3 separate regions of the Mus musculus genome follow, and all the other regions are linked to region 3. The links are chromatin contacts, called in public Hi-C maps. All regions are on one chromosome and are shown on one strand. The core of a region is the stretch at or near the end of the contact, and the rest is flanking DNA. Distances in the headings are between cores, read along the strand shown.

The links. A called contact is a pair of places that touch in the nucleus more often than the background predicts.
Region 1: a Hi-C map of the N1E-115 cell line shows a contact between it and region 3, with 11 times the contacts expected there. The contact joins two enhancer-like sites. A contact is called at or near these places in 3 of 484 Hi-C or Micro-C datasets (the N1E-115 cell line, cerebellar granule neurons and immediate neuronal precursor).
Region 2: a Hi-C map of the N1E-115 cell line shows a contact between it and region 3, with 10 times the contacts expected there. The contact joins two enhancer-like sites. A contact is called at or near these places in 2 of 484 Hi-C or Micro-C datasets (the N1E-115 cell line and cerebellar granule neurons) and 1 of 115 datasets of contacts at active chromatin or transcription factors (a beta-TC-6 cell line).

What each region holds. Positions count from the first base shown.
Region 1 is chr4:82,398,205-82,402,472 of GRCm38.p6, forward strand. The region is part of intron 2 of Nfib (nuclear factor I/B); the gene reads right to left. Among named protein-coding and RNA genes, the nearest start is that of Nfib, 110 kb to the right of the region's middle. Within about 2 kb of position 2,642, at least 153 of the 459 cell types and tissues checked have an H3K27ac peak or open chromatin away from gene starts, as enhancers often do. A contact at or near this core is called in the N1E-115 cell line, where this site is marked.
Region 2 is chr4:82,302,244-82,306,301 of GRCm38.p6, forward strand. The region is part of intron 11 of Nfib (nuclear factor I/B); the gene reads right to left. Among named protein-coding and RNA genes, the nearest start is that of Nfib, 200 kb to the right of the region's middle. Within about 2 kb of position 2,143, at least 116 of the 459 cell types and tissues checked have an H3K27ac peak or open chromatin away from gene starts, as enhancers often do. A contact at or near this core is called in the N1E-115 cell line, where this site is marked.
Region 3 is chr4:81,954,337-81,958,362 of GRCm38.p6, forward strand. No RefSeq gene overlaps it. Among named protein-coding and RNA genes, the nearest start is that of Gm46886, 22 kb to the left of the region's middle. Within about 2 kb of position 2,760, at least 9 of the 459 cell types and tissues checked have an H3K27ac peak or open chromatin away from gene starts, as enhancers often do. A contact at or near this core is called in the N1E-115 cell line, where this site is marked.

The DNA of each region.
Region 1 (4,268 bases), core at 1,392-3,891, 440 kb after region 3:
AATGACTTGATAGGACCTCTCCGAGGCAAAGTTGTCATAAAAATAAATGCATTGTTGTTATTACTCTAATTGAGTTATTTATGAATGATCATCTTGATGGAGCCCAGCCCTCAGATATAGAGTGGAAAATTCTACTGAGTCCTCTAGGGGACAATTGCCTCGTGGCAATTAAACCCATAACCACATTTCCTTATTACTGTTACAAAAGACAATAGTTCAAGGAGAGGCAAAATAGGGAATTTAAGAAAATTAGGCTGTCTTCAATGAAAGATGCTGAGCTTGCAAATGCGGGACTCAAGGCTATAGGTGAACTCTGAAGAACATGTGTTCTAAGTTAGCAGTGTTTGTTAGTTACATCAGAAAGGCAGGTGTCCCTGAGGCTGCAACTTTTTAGCAGAGTTTAGATGTCAAGAAAAGAAATTGTAAAACTGCAAGGGTGACCTGGGCCCAACTCTGCAAAGGCTACTGCAATGCAAGACAAAGAGGTGGCTTATGCTAAGTTACTCTCACTGCAAGTCCAAAACACATACTAGAACCTTAGGCTTGCGCTTAGGAGAAAGATCACGTGTCCAATTTTACATGAAATGCCAGGAAGAAAAAAAAAAATCTCAGGACCATGCTGAACTTTCTCTGAGTCTTTGGGCAGGACACAGCCCTCCCCTCTGTCAGTCAGCAAACACCATAAGAATCAGTAGGTAGCTCTCTTTGCCTTATAAAGTATTAGAGGCGCTGGCAGAGCTCAGTGGTAGAGCACTCTCCTAGCATGCAGTAAGCCCCAAATTCAATCTCTAGTACAGAAAGGAAGAAAGAAAGAAAGAAAGAAAGAAAGAGAGAGAGAGAGAGAGAGAGAGAGAGAGAGAGAGAGAGAGAGAAAGAGAGAGAGAGAGGAAGGAAGGAAGAAAGGAAGAAAGGAAGGAAGGAAGGAAGAAACAATGAAAGAGACATAAAATTTCCCATCTAAAATGGACATCAGAATATAGACAATGGTTGTGGTGGTTCCCATGTGTCATAGAAAACACTTCATAAAAACATAGACCTTAAAGCAGAAAATTACTTAAAGGTAATATCTCATTATTAATGTTCTAGACCTTCAATCTTCTAAAAAGTGTTATCTACTAGTGGCCGTGTCCTTTGATGAAAGATGAGCATGAAGTAATTCGAAGAGATGAACTAGAGAGGACAGGTCTATATGTGACCATATGCTGCCCAGGAACAAGAAATCTTGCTTGTCCCATTCTGTAACCATGGCCTGTTCAGTGCATGCATTTGGTGAGTGGTGAGTGTCATTCAAAACACTTATTCACACTGATCTTGAACCTCAGTCCCAGCGACTGTGTTTCCTACAGCCATGCCAGGGCCAAGGAAGTGGTACTTCCATCCTGCAAGCTCCTGCTAATTCACTCGCTGTCCCCAGGCCATGGACAGGCTGCTAACTCTTATTCACAGACACCAAACAGGAAAGCAAAGACAGGTTTGCAACTATCAAGTTCTTTGAAGAAAAAAAAAAAAGTAAGCCTTTAGCCAAAACCTATCTCCACATTCTTCTCTTCCTGCCATGCAATGCATCAGGCTTTGGCCAAAGATCACAAGTGAACTGAGAATCCTAAAAAGCAGCAGCACTCAGATCCACACTGAACCCTCCTGAACTCGATCGCACTTCACAGAGCTGTGAACAGAACTGTACTAGAAGCACCATCCGGACTGGCTCAGGGATGCTTCAGGTTCAGATCCAAGAGATCCGAGGTGACCCTAAGTTCCACTCAGTGCTACAGTTTTCTCCAACTTGAGCACAGAAGGATTAAAAAGAAAACACAAATATTGGCAAAGGTGATTTGAGGTTACTTGACCTTTCTGAAGGAAGGAAGGTTTTTGGCAACCATAACCTGGCAGCTGTCTGGAAGGCAAGGCCAGGACACAAAGAGGAAGACAGGAAGCAGGGAGCTGGCCATGTGTCCTTGGCAGGCAGCAGTGCAGCAGGGTGAACCACCTCATCCCTGCCAAACCAGAAACAGCGGGGAAAGCCCAGCTAATTGGCAAGTCGCAGACGGCTACAGTGTCCATCCTCTGCTGTAAATGACTGATGAAGCTAAAAGGAATGCCAGACCCTAATCTACTTAACTAGGATCCTCCTGGACTCTCTCAGAAACGTAATTTGCTCCTGTGAGTCGTATTTCCCAGGGAAGTGGTAAGGCATAAGGCACATCTTAAGATGACAAGGGCTAAAGAGAGTTTAAAGAAAAAAATGTTGTGGAGTCTGGTTATGCCCACAAACATTTGCTTCTGAAGGCTGTGTGTGTGTGTGTGTGTGTGTGTGTGTGTGTGTGTGATCTTTAACTAGCAAGCCTTCCACTGGTTTATTTTTTTAACTCAAAGAAAATTACGTAGTCAAAGTTGCATACTGAACAAAGACGGGAGTCCATTTGCAGGACCCAGACATCTACAAACAAAGACAAACCCCTGTAAGACACTCCAGGAAGCTGCAGGGCCACACCCACTTACTGCCGGCTACTGTTTGTACTTAGGCATTAGCTGGCTCAACTGTGGGATGATGTAGCTTCATCCCAAGGCTTCTGAGCCTTTGCCTGCTAAGGTTGGGACTCACACGGAGAGGAAGGGCAGAGGAGGCTGTGCCAGTAAACTGAGCCTCACTGGCTGCTACTAACAGGGTGAATCAGGGACCTGAGGGCAGGGTTTACTCCCCGGGGTGCACTCAGTGGTTGGGCACATTTTGTTTCATTTTTTTATGAAACTGTTCATGTCTTCTCCAAAATTCACACCTAAATTTCAGAGTAGCTTCTGCTTCTTTAAACACAACAGCAAATAATAAAATTAAATTGAAAAGATATTGCAAACACCTCTCTCTCTCTCTCTCTCTCTCTCTCTCTCTCTCTCTCTCTCAAACTGGAAAAAGAAACATCCCACAGAACTTTCATCCTTGAAGAATTTTCTCCCTCAAAAAAAAAAAGTTAATATAAAAAAATAAATGAGGACCTAGTATGCTTGACGCTGTTCTGAAGTAACACTGAGAAGCAAAATAAAAAGGGAATATTCAAACACTACCTGAGCTCCACCTCATAAGGAAGGATCAAAATTAATCTTCCACCCGGCATCAGAGCCCAGGGATGCCTGACCACCACCACCGCTTGTCCCATCAGCCACAGGGTGTCCTAACTGACTTCAGACTCCATATATCTGGAACCATCAAAGGTCCATCCTTTTGTCTTTGGGGACCAGTTCCATTGTCTATGTAAGAGAAGTTTTGTGGTGCCTCTCTCTAAAGTGGATGGCTCTTTCTCTACTGTGGGACCCTTTGGTACTATCACTGCCTAAGAAAATCCTTCCATGAGGCCCACCTCCTGGTTCCTTCCTGCCTGTAACCCCAGGGCAAACTCAACCAGCTCCACTTTGCTAAATTCTACTACTCATTGTCTGCGATTCCCAATCCTCTATAGCTAACCCTGCTCTCATTTGAATGACAAAGTCCTTATTGTCCTTATTCCAGCAGGACCTTTTGCCCACTCTCTCCCATTTCAGCGAACCAGATGAACCAGAAAGACTTGCTGGAAACCCCTCACCTCAAAGCCCTACTTCCAGGTGTTGGCCCAGCTCTTACCTTCTAAGGCTCCTCCCCCTTGTTTTGCTAATTGCAGGTCTCCATGCTCTGTACCCATATGGCTTTCATTACTGAAATGTCCTTACTCTGACGTCAGACAAACTCCAATTTCATCTTTAAAGTGCTTGATTCCCTTCATCTGGTATATTCTTCCTGGCCCTCTTTTTGCATCCACCTAATGAGACCACCCTGCAGGGTCCACATCACTTCCCTCCCATTCTAATATAAGGCTTTAACACTGTGTTAGGGCTGGTTGTACATGTGCCGTTTCCCTCCATAGTTGTCACTGACCATATCCTAACATATCTTTTACAGTCTGGGGCATCTGTTTACATTGCAGAAAGGGCGTTATCTTAAATATCCTATCCATGGAGAAATGGGATGAAAAGCATCCATTCCCTTAGGAAAGACAAAACAATTTAAAAGAAAGATAATAATGAGCTACCTACCAGCTTACACAAACAATTAACACCCAGTAGTGAGATGCTGGGGCTGGAGAACTGCTTAGAGCTACACCGACTGGGTAGCATGCATGAAGCCATGGGTTCAGTCCTCAGCAACAGACAGAAATACATCTAATGCATTTGGCCATTTGTTTATTTTTAGAGAATTGAAAACCAACAATGTTCCTTCCATATATCATTCCTTTCCATAG
Region 2 (4,058 bases), core at 893-3,392, 350 kb after region 3:
TTACCCATACTCTTTACTTCAACTCTCTGTGAAAAACATTTCAATTTCCTGTTCCTATATTTGTACTGCAGGTGAATTATAAATGATATCCAATGGCTTATGGCTGACACTTAGATGCATGAGATCTCCTGAACAAGAATAATTCCACATTAGTAACTGTAATTGATTTATCCAATGTTAGTTGCTTTCCAACTGAAAATAATATGTGCCTTTGTTTTGTGTGTGTGCAGATGTGGATGTATGACAGTAATTTGCTTTTGAGCCCCCTTTTACAAGGGGCCAGAGTGAAAGTGAATTATACTACATGCTTTATAGAGGTCCTGGATTTCTTTGATTTATTTTTCCCATTTTTAATGATCATTATCGCCATATGAATGATCCTATTTGCATGCAAGATGATTTCTAATGATTATAACTATTTGTAATAGTCTGCATCAGAAAGCCCCCTCGCTAGCTCTTACCTGCTCTGCAAAGGGCCCCAGTGGGCTCTCTGGGAAACACCAAATATCATAAACTGCAGGTGGCTCATAGAATGAATCTAACTGCAAGCAATAGCACTTCATAGTAATGAAAGAGAAGTGTATTTATTTCTTAACTAAGTAGGTAAATAGCCTTCTTTATTGTTAATCCTTGGGGAGCCACACTTTTGAAAATAACATCAAATGGGAGGCTGTCAAACCTCATTGGTTTATAGTCAATTGTTTCAGACGGCTTTGCTTCTGGGGGACGCTGGATCAAGGGTTCATTGTAGCACGCATTAGTGAAAGTATTTTCCAAATTTAAAAAAAAAAGGGGGTATCATATACCAGTGAAGTACTGCATCTGCAAAAGACGACACGCAATAGTGACTTCACATGGGGACAGCGCAGCTGTCTAGGGAACCAGATCATTGCTACCCTTTGCTTTTACTATAGAGGCTTCCTTCCACACATGATGTTAGAAGGCCCTTCAACAAGGGAACCCAGGCACTTCAAAAGTCACAAAAACTTACTTGCTTACAACAGTCAAATGTAAATAAGATTTAAAGGGCAATCCTTCCCCTCAATCAGGAAATTAAGCATATTTTTTAAAGATTTGATTTTGCTCATATTTTAGAGCTAAAAAACCTATGATAGAAAATTATGAAGTTGTTAACTACAAATCAATTACAAGACACCCGTGCATGCATACACACACACACACACACACACACACACACACACAGACACACACACTTATGAAGCTACCGGATGTTATTGCCAATTAAAATATAAAAACATACAGGCCAACTGTAGTCATTTACTCCTCCCAGACCATGCCACAGGGAAGCCCACATGTTGATTTCCAGCCTTTCTCTAGTCTGTATTCCTCTCCACCCCTGGGCTTCTTTTCAATGCTATTGTTACAAGGGTTACTGCTCCTCTTATTTGCATAAGTGATTCTTCAACTACAGACATTTCCCTACCAAAAAAAAAAAAACTCCGGTTCTCCAAAATAGTGCTTTTCACAGAAAGGCTCCCCAAAGGCATACTAAATGAAAGAGAAATGTGAGTTTGTATAAAAGCCAGGAGACTCTTTCACAAATGATTTTTCTTAAAAGCAAATACTAGTATTATTTTTACAGTTTTGCTTCTAAAGAAGAGGACTTGTTTATACCAGATTTCTGAAGAGTAAGATGTCAAGGAGTTAACAATTATATTTATGACATTGGCCCTTTCACTGTGTTCACATATGCAGAGAGCTCCCAGAACGAAGAAAATAGGAGAGGAAACTCTATTTCTACACTTTCTGATATGCAACATAAATATTATTATTCCCCATGTGGAAATTCAACAGGCTTTTGTCTTTACTGCTGTAGCATTTCCTATAAAAATACATTCATTTCTAGGCTCTATTATTTAAATATGACCTGATTCACAGTACACCTAGTTCCAGCTCCTTGATCACAACAATGAAGTGATGGTGTGTGGGCCGCAATGGAGCTGACTTCCTCAGCAGAGAGTGTGCGTGTTTACACGGTGCTTTGCATAAACCATCTTCAAACAAGGTCAGCATTTAGCACACTTCCTTTAGCTGCAAAAGGGTTAACCAGTAAGGTTTGCATTTTGAGAATGTTCTGAATCCTGCTCCTCCCTCTCTGGCTCTGCTGCCAAAAACCATCTGACAGGAAACGGAAGATTAAGTTTGTCCTACCTAGGCGAACAAAGAGTGCTCTGAACGAGCTCCCACTTCACTGCAGAGCGGGAACTTTTCTAATCCCGCTGGAATCTGCAGCGCTGCTCTGAAAGTACCATGGAGAAAGTTGTTCTCTTTCCTCTAACATCTTGTCCCTGGATCATCTCGCTTTGGCCACACTGTCCATCCAAAAGGGTTGACGGGAAAGCTCCAGACATAATCATGTGGAAAATGGACATTATTGATTCCTATGGCCCATTGTTCCCCCATGCTAAGTCCCTGAAGTTCAAGTTCAATCTGGAATTACATCATGTCTGGTTTCTCCTGGTTACCAGACGGCTTGAGACGTGACCACAGCTACAGAAAAAACAAACAGCCTTCTTCACGCTTCGGCTCCCCTATCGATTCAAACGTAAACTTTTTTTCTTTCTCTCAAGTATGCTTCAAGTATGGAGCATGGTTAATTTAGAGATTAAGTTCCAAATTAGATTATCTAATGGCATCTTAATGGATTGCTGACCCATTTCCTGTGGGATGGCAGCATGCAAGTCTGGCTGGAATACAATTAATTTCTTAGGAAGTGTTCTGAAGAGTTTGTCTAGATAAAAAGGAAACGGCCAGTTGGACAAATCTCTCTTTATAAATGGAGAAAGGTAGGCGAAAATGATGTCTCAACACTGCTTCCAATAGCCAGATCAGAGACAGAGACACTGTGTGTGTGTGTGTGTGTGTGTGTGTGTGTGTGTGTGTGTGTGTGTGTGAGCGAGTGAGTGAAAACCATTTCGGATAATCTGAATAAAATACTACCGCCTTCAGTTTTGCTCTCCCAACAGGTGCAAATGATGCTGATGAGGACAGAAAGTCACTGCTTTCACGAGACTATTCAAAGCAAAGGATGACAACAGCAGCTGCCCTGGTACCAAACCCTGCTCAGATGCAACCTTAGATTTCATAATTCTCAGCCTTGAACCAAGGACTCACCTATGCCACCTAGCTTGTCAGCATTTCTATTAGTCCTGGAGTGGTGCTAGGGCCCCAGGATGCTGTATAAAAATGTGAACACTTTAGAGCCAACAGCTGAAAAGAAGATTCAGAGATGGGAATCCAGCTTCCCCTCCTCCCCCCAGCCCCCCAAACACACACACACACACCACCACCACCATCCCAAGGAACTTCAGAAACAACCCAGCTGCCCCGGACTGCAGTTTTGTGTCAAGATAAGAAATCCTGAGCAGGAAATGCTAACCTAGGAGACATGCCAGGATAGTCTAAATAATGCTGAAGTAAACAGTAGCTTAATTCTATAGGAACAGGACTGTCCACATACATGCATCGCATGTGACACTTACCTGTCTACATAAACGTACACGTGTGAATGCAGTTTGCAACCTACTGAAAATTATCTTTAAGTTTTTGGTTTTTAGTCTTTCGATAGAGAACATACATTTTATAAAGAAAAGCAGTGTTTCACAATAACTACTGAGCATGCCATGCACACGGCTGCCCCTTTGCTTTGCCCTCCCCCTGACCAGCCAGATCCAAATAACCTTTACTGGCTGCTAAACTTCTCTTGGGAAATCAAGCAACTCTCTGGAATTGCAGTAATAAACGACAATTTCTTACAAAAACACGTGTAAAGTAATGGCAGGATGAAGCATTCAACTCAAAGAGAGGAACTGGGAACACATGGAACATGGAAAACCACTGATAAAAGTCTCTTTGGTGCCATTCAATTATGGCATCATAAGCAGGAAAAAAAAAATCCTCCCAATTATTTCAGTCAAATCTTCATTTCTTCATTATTTCAGGGGCTGAGCAAATGGTTCGTGTAAACATATCCTTCTGTAACACACTCGTGTTTATTTTAGCCATCTGAAGGCTTCTTCTGTTTATATAAGCCATCA
Region 3 (4,026 bases), core at 1,510-4,009:
GTTAGTGTGGAACTGAGTGAGTCTTGCTGGGCTTTGATGGACCCTTGTTGCTGAGTACTAGAACTTCAAGGAATTGTTACAAACTTCAAAATATTCCTCTTGAATTTTGTTTCAGTAACTTAAAAATATGCCAAAAGCCACATAGTTCACAACCCATTCCTACAAGGAAAGGAGGCAGGGAGGCAGGATTTGACCTGGAGGTTAGAGTCTGGAAATTCCTGGTATAGAGATTACTGGTTTAATAAGCAATTTTGCAGTACATTAAAATATTCCTCTTTGGGTTTAAGAGGGGATTCAAGGATCTCTGGGGGAAAGGATATAGAATAGATTTCTCAGATGGACTAGGATCAGATGGAGTTGGGTACAGGGAGGATCAGATGTGGTGAAAGAGAGAGGGAAAATACTGGGAGAATGACTGGAATTGGGGGGACATTTGTGAAGCAAGATAGAAGCCTAGTGTAATGGATCTTGCATGGAGTCCACGAGAATAATAGGGAATACAGGGCCTGACCTGGTCATCTTCTTTAATCAGGCAAGGCTTCAAGTGAAGGGATTGGGATACCAACCCAGACACAAATCCTTTAACCTACATATTGTCCTGCCTACAGAGTGTGTTAGGACCAGAACCTAGTAGAATGAAGAGACTAGAGAGACATCATCTAGCCACTGTTCAGAACAGATGCAGAATACCACAGACAAACATTAGGCAAAGCTTAGGGAGACCTGTGGAAGATGCCCAGCGATGATTAGGGAAGCAGAGAGGTCAAGGACCCACCACGAGAACATGATCCGAAGAATCAACTGACCTGGATTCACGGGAACTCGCAGAGATCAGGGAGCCTGTCTCCTGGATATATGTTATAGCTGAGTAGTTTGGTGTTCTTGTGGAAATCCCAACAATGGGAGCAAGGGCTGTCCCTGACTCTTTTGACTACTTGTGGGACCCTTTTCCTCCTACTGGATTGCCTTGTCCTGCATTTCCTTGATATGATGAGATGTGCCTGGTCTCATCGTAGATTGTTATAAAATGTTGTTTGATGACTCTGGGAGGTCTGTTCTTCTCTAAAGGAAGTGGGTGGATCTGGGGGGGAAGAGAAGGCGCAGGGTGGCTTGCGGAGATGATAGCGGCAGGGGAGAACTGGGGAACTGTGATGGGGTGGGTGTAATATATGAAAGGGAATAAAAATAAATTCCTCCTTAGTGAGATACTGATCTCTCCTACACGTTTTTGTTGGCTTTTTAAAATTCACAAGGCGGGGCTGGTGAGATGGCTCAGTGGGTAAGAACAACCGACTGCTCTTCCAAAGGTCCAGAGTTCAAATCCCAGCAACCACATGGTGGCTCACAATCATCTGTAACGAGATCTGGCTCCCTCTTCTGGAGTGTCTGAAGACAGCTACAGTGTACTTACATATAATAAATAAATAAATCTTTAAAAAAAAATTCACAAGGCATCAAGCCTACTTTGGGCACCACTCAGTATAAAAGCAGTCAATGGATAAATGAATGTCTCTGCACATTAACTGCTGTCAGTATTGATTCAAATCACACTTGAGCATATTGCTTGAAGAAACCAAACAGCATTCATTCTTATGGTTTTACTTAAAGTTGTTCTTGTATCAAGCTAAACCACAGCAGTATTTTAGGGACCCTAATTACACCGACACCTTCTATTCCTCCATTCTCTTCACCTCCTTATAGTACAAAGCTGTCTATACGCACACGCTTTAACTAGAGTTATTCAAAGGGAGGAGCTATACTTTTGCAAGATGCAGTGAGACTATAGTGAGAAACAGAGAAATGTCCCTGTCTCTCAATCAGTTACTGAAGAACTATTGCTGAGAACATTGTTGGCTCCTCAGTGTATTTATTGTTTTTATAAGGGGAATTTTGCTCAGCTACAAAAAGAATTTTGTTTTCATTTTTTTTGTTTGTTTTGTTATTGTTGTTTGCTATCTTTTGTTTTTCTTTGTGTGTTTTTTTTTTTCAAGACAGAATTTTTCTGTGTAGCCCTGGCAGTCTCTCTCTATACACCAGGCTGGCCTCGAACTCATAGAAATCTGCCTGCCTCTGCTCCCTGAGTGCTGGGATTCATAGAATGTGCCACCACCACCCGGCTAGTTTCATTTTTTTCTCAAAGCGGACTCCGTGCTGTGTGAGCACAGAGAGTCTCTTTTCTCGTTGACTAGCTTTCTGTGTGTATAGTTTCTATTTTATTTTTAATTATGTGTGCATGCATATGAAGGTAGGTACCCAAGGAAGCCACAAGAGGGTGTCAGATCCCTGCATCTGAGGATACAGGTGGCTGTGAGTCACCCTATGTGGGTACTAGGAACAACACCCAGGCCCTCTAAAATGAGTCCTTAACTACTGAGTCATCTATTTAGACCACTATCTGTGTATTTTAATGTGTTATGCTTTATGGAACATTACAAGCTGTGCCTTCTTTCCCCCTTTTCTTCATCTTCTAATGGGAAAACACTACTTTTAAAAAGAAAAGAACACCGTGTTGGCAATGTTTAGTGTGCAAAATGTTCAGGACTGATGAGAGTGAGGAGGGTCCCAAGTCTGCACATTTATCAGCAACTGTCCCAAAAGGTTAATCGGCTTGGAGTGTCTCTTCTCAGTATTCCCAACACTTCCATTTTAAATCCCAAGTTTATCTTGCTTTTAAAAATATTTGCCCCGTGACTCCATTTGCAAGCCTGGGAGTCCAGACATGATTACTCCAAATTGGAGACCTTCAGACTGGGAAGGACTATAGTCCAAGGTCAGAGCAAGTGACGGTACTGGGGCAGCAGCCTGCCCTGGGGATTTATCTGCTAGGTTTCAGGAGTGACAGTAAAGAACTGGGCTGCCTGATGAACCCAATGAACAGAAAAAAAAATCTGTCCAAACATGGAAAGCTCACTGCAACGATTGAGGAAACATTGCCTATTTGTTTGGAGTACATTTAATTATTTTTAAACATGTGCAGCTTGTAGTTCAGTGAACATGTCAGGGATAATAGAAGACGAAAGGCAAATGAGGAGAGGCGGTGCTGGTCCTGGAGTGGCTCTTCTCCACAGCTGGCTGCTGGGTGAAACAGTTCCTTCCAAAGTGTGGCTCCTTGTCTGTCACCTAATGAAATGCAGTAGGGGGATTAATGTCATTAGCTGAGGCCAACCTGCTGTGTAGTAAACAGAGATATCCCCCCCCCTCATTTGGGGGGAGTGTTCCTCAGCTCCTACCCACTGGCCTGCAAAGGTCACTCCCCAGCCTTCTATTAGTTAAATGGGAAGAAATTAACTGGGCTGGAGAATCTTGTGGTCTGTTTGAGGGAGAGCAGGCTCTAGGCAATTTAGCATCCAAGTCTGCACCTCCCTCCCTTCTCTTGCACTAATTGGAGCTTAAATTTCTTCTTGGAGGGGGTTGGGGGGTGAGGTGGGGTGGGGGACATGGGAGGATAAAAGCCCTCCAAATAAATGTTTTACAGAAGAAGAAAGAGGAGGAAGCAGAGGGTTTTGTTTTGATAAGCAAATTAACACAGAACATGGGGGATGATCTTGGATTGTCTTGTTCATCTCTCTCATGAACCATGAGCACTTCTCACATTTATCTGCAAAGTCAAATGCTCAGAAATGCATGTCTTGCTCTACACAAACTGCCAGGAATGTAGACAGCCAACAGTAGCCAAGTGTAAAAGTTAAAATTTTATAATCTCTGGAATATGCACAAATCTTGGTTCTAAAGAACTTGAACTACTGGAAGAATGGTGGGGAAAGAATTCTGAAAAGACCGGCATGCACTTGCAGAGGACAGTGACAGCTCAGAGCCACAAACCGCAAACTTGAGTTACACGCAGCAATCCCAGCTAGATGTAAAATAAAAGGAAGAAATAACAAGTGAGAAAAGAACAAGAAAGTTTGAGGACAATATGATGAGAGAGCTCCAGCTGACTCTGCATCACACACCGCCTTGTGAGGTCTGCCCTTAACCCTTTCTTTATCGAAACAGAGCATCCCTTTGTACTGAGAGCTTTTAACG